Linked DNA regions of Mus musculus: region 2 is linked to region 1. A link is a contact called in public HiChIP or PLAC-seq data. All regions are on one chromosome and are shown on one strand. Each heading gives the region's core, a stretch centred on a gene start, on an enhancer-like site or on the middle of the called end of the contact. The rest is flanking DNA. Distances are from core to core; before and after follow the strand shown.

Region 1 (6,412 bases), core at 2,342-4,841:
AAACACAAAAAATAATAATATGGAAATGCGAAAAGAACAAATATTCTGTTAACCTTTCCCCTTTCATGTGTTTAATTTATCATGTGTTTTCTGCTGGTGTGTGTGGGTGAGTGTGCATGTGTGATTTTGAATGCATTTTTTTCTTTTTTGTTTTTGTTTTGTTTCACACATGCTTTCTCTGTGTAGCCATAGCTGTCCTAGAACTTCCTTCATAGACCAGACTGGCCCTGAACTGAGATCCACCTGGGGTTACATTGGAGATCCAATGGGGTTAAAGGCGTGCGCCACCACAGCTAGCTGTATTTTTCAGTTAAAGAACAGGTAGTATTCCAAATGATGTGACCCCAAGGCTCGAAATGTATTTGTATTTAAGGTTCTCTGTTATAGGTTTGTGAACATGTTAGCCAGTGCTTTTGAGCAGGTGAATTCCATGTGCCGATGCAGAGCTGTGAGGTGTTCCTAGGGTGGAGAGAGAAATGCAGTGAGCAGAACTGGTGGAAGACTGACTAGGAAAAATGTTGAAGAGTGTGTGTTTGCTGTTGGTGCTGAAATAGGCTAGGAGTGAGGACTGGGTAAAAGACCTACCCATTTGTTAAGCACTTCCCACCTAGGGACCTTGAATAAGGACATGTTGAGTTTTGTGGTTCAAACCAAGAACAAATTAATCTTTAATTCCTTCCTGTGGCTCACACTGCGATGAAACTGAGAAACTACAACAGTGTTTAAAAGCAGGAGAGACAGCACCACTGGTAAAGCACTTCCTATGGGCATATGAAGACCTGAGTAATCCCACAGGCAAGGCAGTAGAGACAGGTGGATCCTTGGAGCTTACTGGTCAACCAGCATAGCTTTCACAATGATCTCCCAGGCAATAAAAAACACTGGCTCAAGGTTTTGGCACCTGAGAAAGAAGCAAGGTCAAAATTGTTTTCTGACCTGCACATACCTGTGCACATAGTGTATGGGTACACACATGCATCTGCACTTGAACACACACATACATTCACATGTACCCAAAGAATTTCAAGGGATTTAAACCACAATAAACTATTATGAACATCTTCTGATGACCTTGGTAGTGGAAACACTGCTATCCCTGCAATTGGTGAAGGTTTTGGGTGACTCTTAGAACAGCATTTTATCCTCTGAAAATAGCTCACTTCATAAGGTTTATAACCTTCCATAAAACCGCAGAACATTTTATTCTTTTTTCATTAAGCCACCTTTGCAATCATTTTGGTCCCTTTATGGTCTCTTATTTAATCTGTTTTTTTCATAGACTAAAGGCAGAAAAAAAGAAGAAGAATCCATCAGTGGTCAAGATAGTAATTAGTGTAAGTTACAGCCTAATTGCTTGAAGCCCCATCTCCTGCCTCAATCTGCTTCCATCGGTGATTTTTATTAAACTTCTTAAACAATGACAAAAAAAGGAATCAACCAACCTGCACATTTTCCCAATGCAACAGCCGCAGACGTCTGTATTCTTTCCAACCAAAGCCTCGTGCCCATGGTGTGAAAACTCACTCACCAAACTCTAAGCAAAGCGGGAATTAATAAAACATCAAAAGTGTTTTATTTCCTATACTGGAAATTCCCATTTGCATAAGATCTACCACCAAATCACTTGGACAGGAATTTACTCACAAGGAAAGGACCTTCTGAAGGAAAACCCTATTCAAGCTCAAGCTTCAAAACAAACACGGGTTTTAGGTTTTGTTTTGTTTTGGGCAGGGGGTGGGGGGTGTTGGGGTTTTTTTTTTGTTTGGGTTTTGTTTTGGGGGGGTGTTTTGTTTTGTTTTGTTAGAAGAAAACACCAGCCCTACTTATTCCTGGAGGATTTTTTTTTTAATCTTTTAATTAATGACAGCCCTTGGGGCACTGAGCAATTGTTAATTAAAACAAGAAGGAAAGTAGAGGAAGCAGGCACAAATGCTAAGATGAACACATTTCCTTTTTCTCTGCAGGAGAATAGCATTACCAAGCCGGCATTCATAAATATGAATACTTTTGAAGGAAAGTATATGAAAATGTTAAAAGAGATTCTAACTTGGCATGGCACACACTGGCAGGTGCATAAATTAGCCGGGGCTCCTCTAGAATTATAAACCCCAGGGTGTCACCTTTTGTCTAATTGAGTGGTGGTAGGGCTCTCTCCGCCATGCCAGGATGGAGTGCTTCTGTGTCTGCACGGGCTTACTCTGTCAGGGGGTGGTGGCTGATCAAAGGTCTTCTAGGGATAGATTTCACTTTCATTCTAACTCTGGGCTGGCCTTCAAACTGGCAGAAGCCATCATTATAAGGTGTTTCTTAAACGCTTCCAGTTAGAAGCTATATCTGCTGCCCCTTCTATTCTTCAGCCTTGCCCTTTTCAATCAGAAAATTTTTACTTAAAAAACTAATTATTAGGTCTTTTGGTTCATCCCCTATGCTTACTTAGTCCAAGCAAGTAATGAGTGGTGGGATCATTTCAGTTCTCCCCTCCTGCTTTCCCCTGGACTCCTTATGAAGAAAGCTTTTGTCATTTTCCTGTACTCTGAAATCTACCGAACAAGCAGGGCTTTAGCTGCAAGAACTAAACCAAATGAGAAAAGAGGTAAAAATCTATCTAACATTTTATTTGGTAGGTAAGCCAAGCCAGAGCCCTATTTGGAGGTGTGTGTGTGTGTGTGTGTGTGTGTGTGTGGTGTCTGTGTATTTGTATATGTGTGTATGTTTTATATCTGTGTGTCTGTGCGTCTTATTATGTCTGTGTGTATGTGTTGTGTCTGTGCTATGTCTATCTTTGTGTGTGTCTATGTGTATGTGTTGTGTATTTGTATATGTGTGTATGTGTTGTGTCTGTGTGTATCTGAGTGTCTATGTGTATGTGCTGCATATGCACATGTCTGTGATGTGTGTGTTTCTGTGTATGTGCATGTTTCTGTATATGTGTGCGTGTCTATGTGTGTATATGCTATATCTGTGTCTATTTGTATGTTTGTATTCGTGTCTGTGTGTGTTTTAGAAACAAATAATGTCATTTCTAGGGTAGCTTTTCCCAATTTTTCTATGTCCTTCATTGCGCATAATTTTATTATCGTTCTAATCAAAATTTTTTTTTTCAAAACTAGAACTGCAGCTTAGGTCTGGGCTTCCCCCCTCTTCCTTGTGTATCCCAATCCCTTTGATGTTCTGGGTCAGAGGACATGGGGTTAGCTCCTGGGGATCAGTGTCATTTACTGAATTTCTCAGATGCCAACTAAGATCAGTAGCTAGGAGACAACTTTGGATTTCATTTGGCTGTTTGGAGTCAGACTTTATTCTTTGTCACAGATAAGATCTGGCTCCCCTGTTGCGCTGTCTCTAAAATAGCAAGCATTAGGTTAGGTAATCAGGAAGCTACAGTCTGTGAGGAAAAAAGAAAAAAAAATCCCTTCTCTCTTTAGCCAATACCTAGACAAGCACAGCTGCAGAGTAGAAAAATAATAATAGTAGTAATAATGTATTTTCTCTCTCCCTTGCTATAATGATGTCTGTTGGAAACTCCTCCAGCTCTCTCAAAAGCGGCTCCCTTCGCTCACGCGGGCGGAAAAGGAGGCTCAGTGCACAGCACAGGGTTGGGAGGGCGGGTGAGGGGCGGAGTCTTCCAGACTTCTTTTGTTTTCTTTTCCCTCAAACCTAACTGGGGCAGTTATTTACCTAATTACTTAAAAGGGAAAACTTAAAGAAAACCTTTGCTGTGTTTTTCAATGTGGATCTACCTAAAAATTGCTGTGCGAGTCCATTCATTAAAAAAAAAAAAAAAAAAAAAAGTGCTACTAGGGAGCTGATTGGACACATCCCGCCTTCCGCCTCCCGCCTCCCACCCCTTCCTGCTCTGATTGCAGGCCTTCCTTTCTGTGCTTTCGGGGTCCATCATTCATTAAATATGGTGCCTGTGCCTCTAATTGGATCCGTGAAAGCTGTAGTCCACAAAATGTCTGCATTTGGGGTTAATTCTAAAGTCTGAACACTTGCCATATTCACTGAGCCGTGGCTGTTTACAGGTGAGAATCTGAAGTCCCTCCCTAGCCCTTTGTGATCTGACCGCCAAGCACTCGTCCATTCTCCTCGGAAGCTTTTCTGTATTCTACCTACAACCATGTGGAAGAGCTCTTCACGCTCTCAGTATCTGTTCTCCAGATCCCCTCTGTACGTTGACCCATGTTTCTGTAGCCTCATCCTCCCATCTCACCGTGGCCCGCCTACTCATCTCTCAAACCCTGCTTTATACTGTCCACCAAGGTTGAAATGTGACAATTCTGATGTCCAGGTGTTGCCGTGTCACAGAATTAAGAGATGGGGGTCTGAGGATGGAGATGTAGCATAGTTGGCAGAGTGTTTGCCTATCATGCACCAAGTCCTGCGTTTCTGGGTTTGATCTACAGCACTGTAAAACCTAAACACGGTGGCAGGATCCAACATAGTCTTACTTGTCTGCATGGGGAGTTTGAAGCTAACCTGCACTATGTGAAAACTTTCTCCAAAAAAACGAAAAGAAAGAGGAGAGGGAGAGAGAAAGGAGGGATGGGGAGATGGAGAAGGAGAGGGGGAAGAAAATGAGAGTGGAAGGGAGGAAGGGAAGAAAGGAGAGACAGAGGGAGGGAGAGACAGTGGGAGGGGTGGAAGGAGGGAGGAAGAGATAGAAGAAAGAAGAGATGGAGGAAGGAAGGGAGAAAGGGCGTGGGCGGGGAGAGAGAGAATAACACAATTTAGGACATGCGTTTCCAAAAGAGTTTTACAAGGGAAGGTTAATCTCTCCTGTCCTGCCTTCTACCACAAACTGTGGATCCTGAACTGCGAGGATGGATTGCCGCCCTCCATGCAGCCTCCTCTGAGGTATTCAGCTGCACACAGCCAAGTGCAACCCGTCCCTTCTCTTTACATGTGTCCCCACCAGACTGCCACTCACTCTTTTCTACACCCACAGACGTGTGGAGAGTCTCTCATGAAACCGCAGTTGTGCACAGTTGTGCGTTCATTTCTCTGTGTCAGGCCAGCTAGAATGCCCACAGCCAGACAGGAAACAGTGTTGATCCTGAGATGTACAATGTAAAACAGCCTTAGCCCCAGTAGCACTGAAAGAAGAAAGAAAACGTTGGACTAAAGTAAATAAACAAATAAAAGTTTTTCATTTAATGAAGGAATTTTGCAAAGCTATTCAGCATGTCTTCACAAGTTCAAAGACAGATTTAAACTATGGCAAGACATATTCCAGTTGTCTGAAAAAAAATGTATCTTCAAATACAACATAGAATATTAAGGAAGTCACGTGGGCAGTGTTGACAATGAGACGAGTACACACATATCTGTCTGTGAGCTTGGGAAGAGCTTTCCATCCTCCAGCATTTCCATATATTGTGAGCATGTCAACTGATTGTTAAATGTGTCCCCATTTCTGATAATCTTTAGGATAATCTCCGAGAAGTGAATGGACAGATCAGAAGTGGTGAATATGTTGATCTTCCCAAATGTGTATTGCTGAATTGATTTTCCAAAAACCCATGTCAATATTGCCTCTTCTAATCAATTACAAAAAAGTGCTGTTATGTTTTTCAGTGTCTGGATTTAAGGTGTTTTTCTGCTTCTTAGCCACTCCTAAGTCTTAGCTATGAAATGACTGGTGGTTTTGGTTTTGGCTTTAACTGATCCTCTTCTGAAATCCTAGCGTTTCTCTTCTAAGAAAACCAATAAACCTTGGTTTCTTCTCTGGCACATTCCTTTTGACTATTACTGGATTTTTAATGTTCTTAACAAATGGAGATATGCCAGCATTTTAAATTCACACCCCACAGCACTTCAGTGTGTACATATACGGTGTTACGTTCATCTGTAATGTTACTGCCCTGCCCTATAGCCTCTTACCCATTGGATAGGAAGGCAGGGAGAGTCTTTAGGCCTTGTTTTGCATTAATTTAGTTAATTGGGTTAGCCAGTCCTTTTAAGTAACGCTTGGCATTTTGATATAAGACTTTAGTCTCTCTTGTTCCCAAACTCTACTTTGGCACCATTCCCGTTGGAGCTGTATAGGTCAAAGAGACAAGAAGTGTCGTGGCCATATGGGAAGAGCGATGTGAATCCCTATAACCACTGGGCTCTCTCACAAACTCCCCACTAGTCAAGTGTGCTGTAACTACTCTCTGTCTTACTCTCCATGGAATGAGGTTTCCAACTTCTTCCAGCTTTGGCTGAGAGATCACCACACACACACACACACACACACACACACAAACACACACACACACGCACACACACACCCCCACACACACATACACTGGGGAAGTGGTGAAATATTAGCCTGTGTGGCCTTGTCCTTCTAAGCTTTTAGAACTAGAATTTGCTGAGACGCTTTCTTCCTGCTATCTCAGGGGCAACTACCTGAAATATACTTCTG
Region 2 (6,608 bases), core at 3,241-5,740, 460 kb before region 1:
AAAAGTCCGGATGGGGGAGTATTGCCTAGGGAGGGGCCAAAGAGGACCTTATGGAATACTACATCTTTTCTATGTGTCCACTTGAGAATTGAATGCATGAGTAAGTGCATATAGCATGTATAGTAATTTATCAAACTGTGTACTTATGATTTTATACTTTAATATTTATATATATTATTTTTAAAAAGCTAAGCAGGTTGAAAATATACTTGTAAATTAGTATGCTAAAATGCAGTTAAATAAGGCAGAGCAGGCTCTGCTTCTGATTTTACAATTTATATTTCTGGATTTTAAATGCTGGTTGAGATTTAAAATTAGGTTTCACCCACACTATGGGAATACATTAGAGCCCTGATTTTTAAGATTAGATTCAACAAATGTGTGCTTTTAAATATTTATTAACTTAAAAATAGATCAATGATGAGGTTTATCCCGTGCCTTTGGTTGCCTGTTTTTCTAGGACTTGGGGGAAAGTGTTCATTTTTCCTAACATGAAAATAAAGTTGAGGAAAAAACACAGTCAGATGTGAGGTAGTTATTCAGCATTCTATCCATGACTATGAACTTGTTTATTAAAGCCTTCCAAAAATGAGGGAAGCCGTTGCATGCATATTATGCTGGTGAAACCCAAATATTGATAAATGTTTAGTCCTCCCAAATGTGCCAGAAATGTGTGTCAGTAGAATGACACGAAAACATTGGCTGTGATGCACACGCTTGGTGTAGACTGAACGAATCTGCTGTTGGATGTTTCTTGAATAGATAACAATTAGCTGTGAAGAGGCATCGCAGTGGAGCACTCAGTTTTGTCACTATTGCAGATGGGAGGGTACACTTTTAATCTTTGCTTGATGTTAAGAAAAATGCTACAAGCCTGGCCCTTGAGGGACTCGTTGAGTTTAAGCCTTGCAACCCTACAGGCTGTGTGATGCTGCACATTGGCCTTAAACTTTCTGAGCTTAGTCTTCTCAGTGGGACTACTAGTGAGTGTGGCAGTGTGAAGGCCACAAGGACAGAGTGATCAAAGCTAGGAGTATGGGTCTAGCACGTGACAGGTGCTCAGTCATGGCTCTCCTCCCTTCCTTCTTTCTAGGGCTCTCTGCTGCAAAAGCAATACCAACACACACACACATGCACACGCACACACACACGCACACACACACACACTGTTTGTTGCTCTCTGAACTGATCAATTCTGTTCATATGCTGCCATATTGTAACAGAATATACAGTGGTAGGCAGAGCAGTGGGTAACATTTGTTGTCTCTTTTTTTAAAAATTTTTTATTATTATGTATTTTCCTCAATTACATTTAGAATGCTATCCCAAAAGTCCCCCATACCCGCCCTCCCCCCCACCCCGCTTCCCTACTTACCCATTCCCATTTTTTGGCCCTGGCGTTCCCCTGTACTGGGGCATATAAAGTTTGCGTGTCCAATGGGCCTCTCTTTCCAGTGATGGCCGACTAGGCCATCTTTTGATACATATGCAGCTAGAGTCAAGAGTTCCGGGGTCTCTTTTTTACTGTTAAATAAATCCCTATTAGATAAAGCTAGTTAAAAATCACCAGAGGAATCTATGTCTTCCAGCCTGGGGGGTCTTTTTTCTTTTTTTCCTTCTCTGTTTTTGTGGATCTAGGGATGGAATCCAGAGTTTCAACTACGCTAGGCCAACACTGGAGCTTCGAGCCATGCCCCCAGCGAGTTCCCTCCTCTTAGCTTTGGTGTATCTCAGTTATGTGAGGTGGTACAGTGTAGACAGCCATTCAGCTGGGGAATCCCACTTTTTGTCTGAAAGGATGCCATCCTGCAATTAGGATGTCCACAGAGTTATCGGATACTGGGAAGAGTTATTTTCCCACAGTGTTGTCCGTCTTGACACGCTGATGGGAAGCACTCAGAAGCTTCTGAGGAAGCAGGACCTCCTCTCTGGTTCTATTTTTGGCATTGGTCGTCATGAACAGGCCCCAAAGAATTGCAAGAGTCAGCCTTGGGGGCAGCGGGGGTGGTGGGGAGGGAAACAGCTTTTCTGATTCGTTGACCATTGGAATTGGCTTGTAAAACTTATAGACTCTCCTTAGAGCATAATGATATCATTTTCATCTTCACAAACGTGGTGTACTCTCCAATCTAAGCAGCCAGCATGGCTTTATGAAACAAAGTCACCCCACCGTGCTTTAAATGGCAAGTGCAGCATCAGCCCCATGGTGGTATCTGTTCTGGAAGCTAATTAAAATTGCGCTAGCAGATGCCAGAAACAGATCCTGGGTTACATCCGGGTACGAGGTTGCTTTTTCCACATCACTTACTAAACTCCCTGTGCTGTCCTGAGTTCTAGGAGTGAGCCTAGGGCCAGTGGGAAAGAAATTTGGTTCTTACCCCTCCATACAGGACATATGTCTAGTGATGTCATAGGTCTGTCTGTGACTGGTGGGTGCCTTGTGCAATAACAATCTGTATTTGCTATAACGTACCACACTGGCTTGTTGATGTGGATTGAATGCGAAATTATTTAAAAGAAAAAGAAACCTCACTAGGTAAGTGAAGAATTTAAATTTTAATGCTGACTCTATCATTACTCCAATACTCATTTAGCCTATCAAAAAGCTAAAATTGTATCAAGTGCTTAGAATATGGGAGAACATTCTGTTCATTATGTCTATATTCACTGAATCCTCCCAGTAGCCCCAGAACCTCTATTTTATAGGTGAGTTACTGATCTAACTAAGGCTGAAGGTGAAACAATAGTGCCAACAACAACTTCCTGTACATTTATTGAGTGCTGGGAATATTCTAGGCACACAGATCTCTGACACAGCCAGCTGCTCAGACATCAGAGGATGGTAGACAGAGGGAACCAACAGGAGTTGTCAACAGGCCTTTGTTTAAACCCAAAGATGAAGACCTGGCTCAGTGCCGGGGATGTCCCATGAAGGGACATGGGTAACCCTTAAGGAGGAGTGGGAGTATCCAGGTGAGGTTCCTGGGGACTAGCAGGAGGCAAGTGGAACTCTTGGGGCCCAGGGCTTTCCCAGGTTGCTGGTTGGAGCTGTGCTGCAGGTATAGGACGTTAAAAGAGAACCAGTCATGAAGAGCAGGACTGCCAGAGTCTGTGGAGTGCAGAGGCTCAGGAAGACAGCGCCCCCTGGGTAGCCATGTTGTGAAGAGTTGTGTGGTGGTTGATTGAGATTGTTGACATGAGGGATTTAGAATCACCTACATCAACCTCCTGGAGTGTCCATGAGGATGTTCAAAGAGAGCTTTAATAAGAGGCTCACCTGGAAATGGCACCATCTCTCACGTTAGGCTGTGATGGAGTAAGATGGAATGAGGGGGAAAGTGAACTGAGACCATCGTCATCTCCATGGTTCCTGGCTGTAGATGGCAAAAAGCCACCATCCATGTCTTCCCTGCCACGATGGAAGGGAGCCAAAGTGGACAGGACCATCAACACCCGGCTCTGATGCCTATCTTATCAGCCTGAGCAGCTGCTGAGCTGAGAACCCATTTCTGATCTACCCCGTGTGACGTCACCCCCCCCCCCCAGGGCCAGTGTCACCCCGGAGCACAGTAAATAAAGAAACTGTCCACGCTGGTTCTCATGGGCATCCCACTTGCTGCTAAGCCATTGGAGCAACATGCTTGCACCTGTGCCGCTATCTCTTCAAAGAAACGTGGGTCTTTGGTTCAGTCGATTGGATTATTCATGTTTTAACATCACTTCTTATCTTTCAAGGAGAAAGTATCTCTGCGGAGGTGACGGGTATGAGTGTGCTGATATGTATCTGGAAGAAGGGTTTCTGAAGGAGAATGAGGTGGGGTTAGAGAGGGTGTTAGGGAGCAAAAAAAAATTATTAAAATTCATTATATACACGTATGACACTGTTAAAAATAAAAATAAGGTTAAATTTAAGGTTTTTAGTTTCAAATGATTCAAAGATGAGGCCTTCCTCATTTTATCTTTTTTAAAAACATAAAAGACTAACTCTATAATGTGACAATTAGAAAGATACTATGTAGGTAGAATGAATTAAGTACTTAAAGAACATTGCACGAGTAGATCTAATTTCCTAGTAGCCAAGGTACAAAGGAAAAAATGGAGTCGTTTGGTTTTCATACCCTGACAGAAATGAAACACTCATTGACCCGGAGTAACGATGAATTCTGAGTTCTGTGTTCAGATCCTGGGTGAATAGGCCATCTGTAAGACACTCCCAGGCACTGCTTACAAAAGTCTCCCACTTTCTGTCTTTAGTGTTACCAGCGGTGAAATGATCCACTTTCTGCCCTCAGTAGTTTCTAAGAGCAGTTGTCTTCAGAGTGGTTTGCAAAGCAGAACATTCTGGGAGCCAGCAGCAGAGAGATTGGGGTACTCTCTTTGCCCCACTCAGCCTCCATGGACCTATTGGCTGTATCTTCCTTTCCTGGTGTCTGGAGTGGTTGGCACAGTGAGTCAGAGGCTTAGCAAACAATGGAGTGCGCCACCTAGTGGTGATTACCCCGGTGGCCTCATTTCAAGTCCTCTCTGTTCTATAGCCCCCTCTCCCTAAGGCTGGGTCTTATACACCCTCCGTGGAATCCTGGTAAACAATAAGGTTCTGGGTTTCTAGTTCACTGGCATAATTTTCTAATTTTATGGTCAGGAGACACGTTATTACCGTTTGAATTGTTACATTTTCTACAGGAAGTTTAATGTATTGAGTCAAAATGTATTGAACATTGGTGTTTGGCCTTGGGACCCATGGAGAGCTCTTGCTGGAAAGAGCAACCACACTGTTCTTTCTCAGTACCACGGTGCTCAGCCTCTGCTTAGGGAAGCCCTGCAGATCCCTCCCCTTCCGTGAACTAACTCTGCCTATATCACCGTCACTTTTCCTCAGCCTGTGCTGATGGGGCAATGCCTTGCAAACCCTGCTCTCCTTCACTTCCACCTCACCCCCCGTCCACGGACCATGTCTCATCTGCTCAGTCTAGTGTCCATCTTATGCCTGAAGAACCCCTCAGGGCACTGGCCATGACCTCTCTCCTGAACTCTGTTGTCCAAACTGCTTCTCCACAGATGGTTTGCATTCTTGTTTCTATAAGACCTATTTACTTCGTGTACAAAGCCTGGACAGGGTTGCCTTCAAAGATTATATAGAGGGATGGATAAGAGCCAGATATAGCTAGTTATGCTTCGAGGCCACATTAGTAAATGCATGAGATAAATTATTGAGAGAGGGCCATACACCGGACGTTGGGAGACTGCATGAAGCAGACTTCTGAGCACAGATTTGTCACCAGTGTGTTGGATCTTGGAGAAGTTCATGGCTATGCCTTTGGCAGGCAGCTTGTTGCAGGGTCTTGGCTGACCTTGAACTTTATCAGGGTTGTTGTACTAAGAATATGACATCAGAGGGAACTCTGGATAGGCCTGCTGTAAGACAGTAAGAAAACTTTCTTCTAAGTGGGTGAGATGTGGCCATTGTGATTGTGTATGTGTGAAGATAGAGGGGACACACAAGAAATGAGGTGTGGCAGTTTTATGATTATAGTCCCAGCACTTAGGAGTCAGAGGCAGGAGAATTGCTACCAGTTCAAGATCAACCTTGGTTGCAGAGTAAGATTCTGTCCTAAAAACAAAACAACACAACAACAAAACCCAAAAGAAGTCGAAGATAAAAAGGAGAAAGAACAAGATAGAATAAAGATTCATATCTCTCCCTCCCTCCTCCCCAACTCTTCTCTTCCCTCCCCCACATACATGCAGAACAGTAGCAAATGAGCCTACCTGCCAGTCCCAGTCGGCACTGGGAAATGTGTGTTGGTTTGTCATCACACAGGGTCTCTGATGTCAGGCTAAGTGAGTGAGTTAGTGCAAGTGCCAGAAGCAAAACAGAATGACGTCACCTCAGTAGAGCTTTATAGACATGCCCACATACTTCTCAGGCTACAAGGAAAGAGGGGGTGGCAATGAGAAGACCTGAGGCGATGGTTTAGAAGTTTCACAAGAAACAGACATTCTGTAAGATGACAACAATGGGAGCCCAAGGTTGGGAGGATGCAGGAGGGACTTGATTTAAGAGGAAGGAAGCAATGTGCCAATCAGAATGGAGGCCGGAGATAGAAGGAGTGAAGTTGGGGACAGTGGCACTGGAGTTTGAGCCTGGAGGGTGAGAGAATGTTTATAAGGGTCAAGTGACATCATTCTGTCTGGCCAAGTCAAAGCTATTTTCTGGCTCCATTGAATGACTTAGGATTGGCTTGAGCCCATCAGTAATAGTCTGAGAACAGGAAAGAACTAGTCCTTTCGACAAGTACAATAGACTACAAGAGATACACAAGGGCCTGAGTTTGCTTCCCAGAAGCCATGTTTTGTAAAAGCCAGATGGGGTAGTGCACTCTTGAAACCCCAGTGCTTAGAAGGCAGAGACAAGTAGATCTTCTCAGCTTGCTGGTCAGCTAGCCTAGTCTGCTTGGTGAGTCCCAGACCAGTGAGAGACTGCCTCAAAAACCAAGGTGGGTGACTCTTAGAGTAACACCTCAAAGTCTTCTGGCCTCGACATGCATGCTAAACTCTGAACCCACCACACACATGCAAGGCAATGAGGTGCTCTTGTTATCACTTAG

The links. HiChIP or PLAC-seq counts read pairs in DNA pulled down with a chosen protein or histone mark.
Region 2: an H3K4me3 HiChIP or PLAC-seq map of embryonic midbrain shows a contact between it and region 1, with 5 times the contacts expected there. The contact joins two enhancer-like sites. A contact is called at or near these places in 2 of 115 datasets of contacts at active chromatin or transcription factors (embryonic midbrain and embryonic stem cells).

The regions. Positions count from the first base shown.
Region 1 is chr10:9,115,225-9,121,636 of GRCm38.p6, reverse strand. No RefSeq gene overlaps it. Among named protein-coding and RNA genes, the nearest start is that of Gm51794, 110 kb to the right of the region's middle. Within about 2 kb of position 3,591, at least 62 of the 459 cell types and tissues checked have an H3K27ac peak or open chromatin away from gene starts, as enhancers often do.
Region 2 is chr10:9,573,638-9,580,245 of GRCm38.p6, reverse strand. It overlaps a transcript of Samd5 not described here. Among named protein-coding and RNA genes, the nearest start is that of Samd5, 98 kb to the left of the region's middle. Within about 2 kb of position 4,490, at least 8 of the 459 cell types and tissues checked have an H3K27ac peak or open chromatin away from gene starts, as enhancers often do.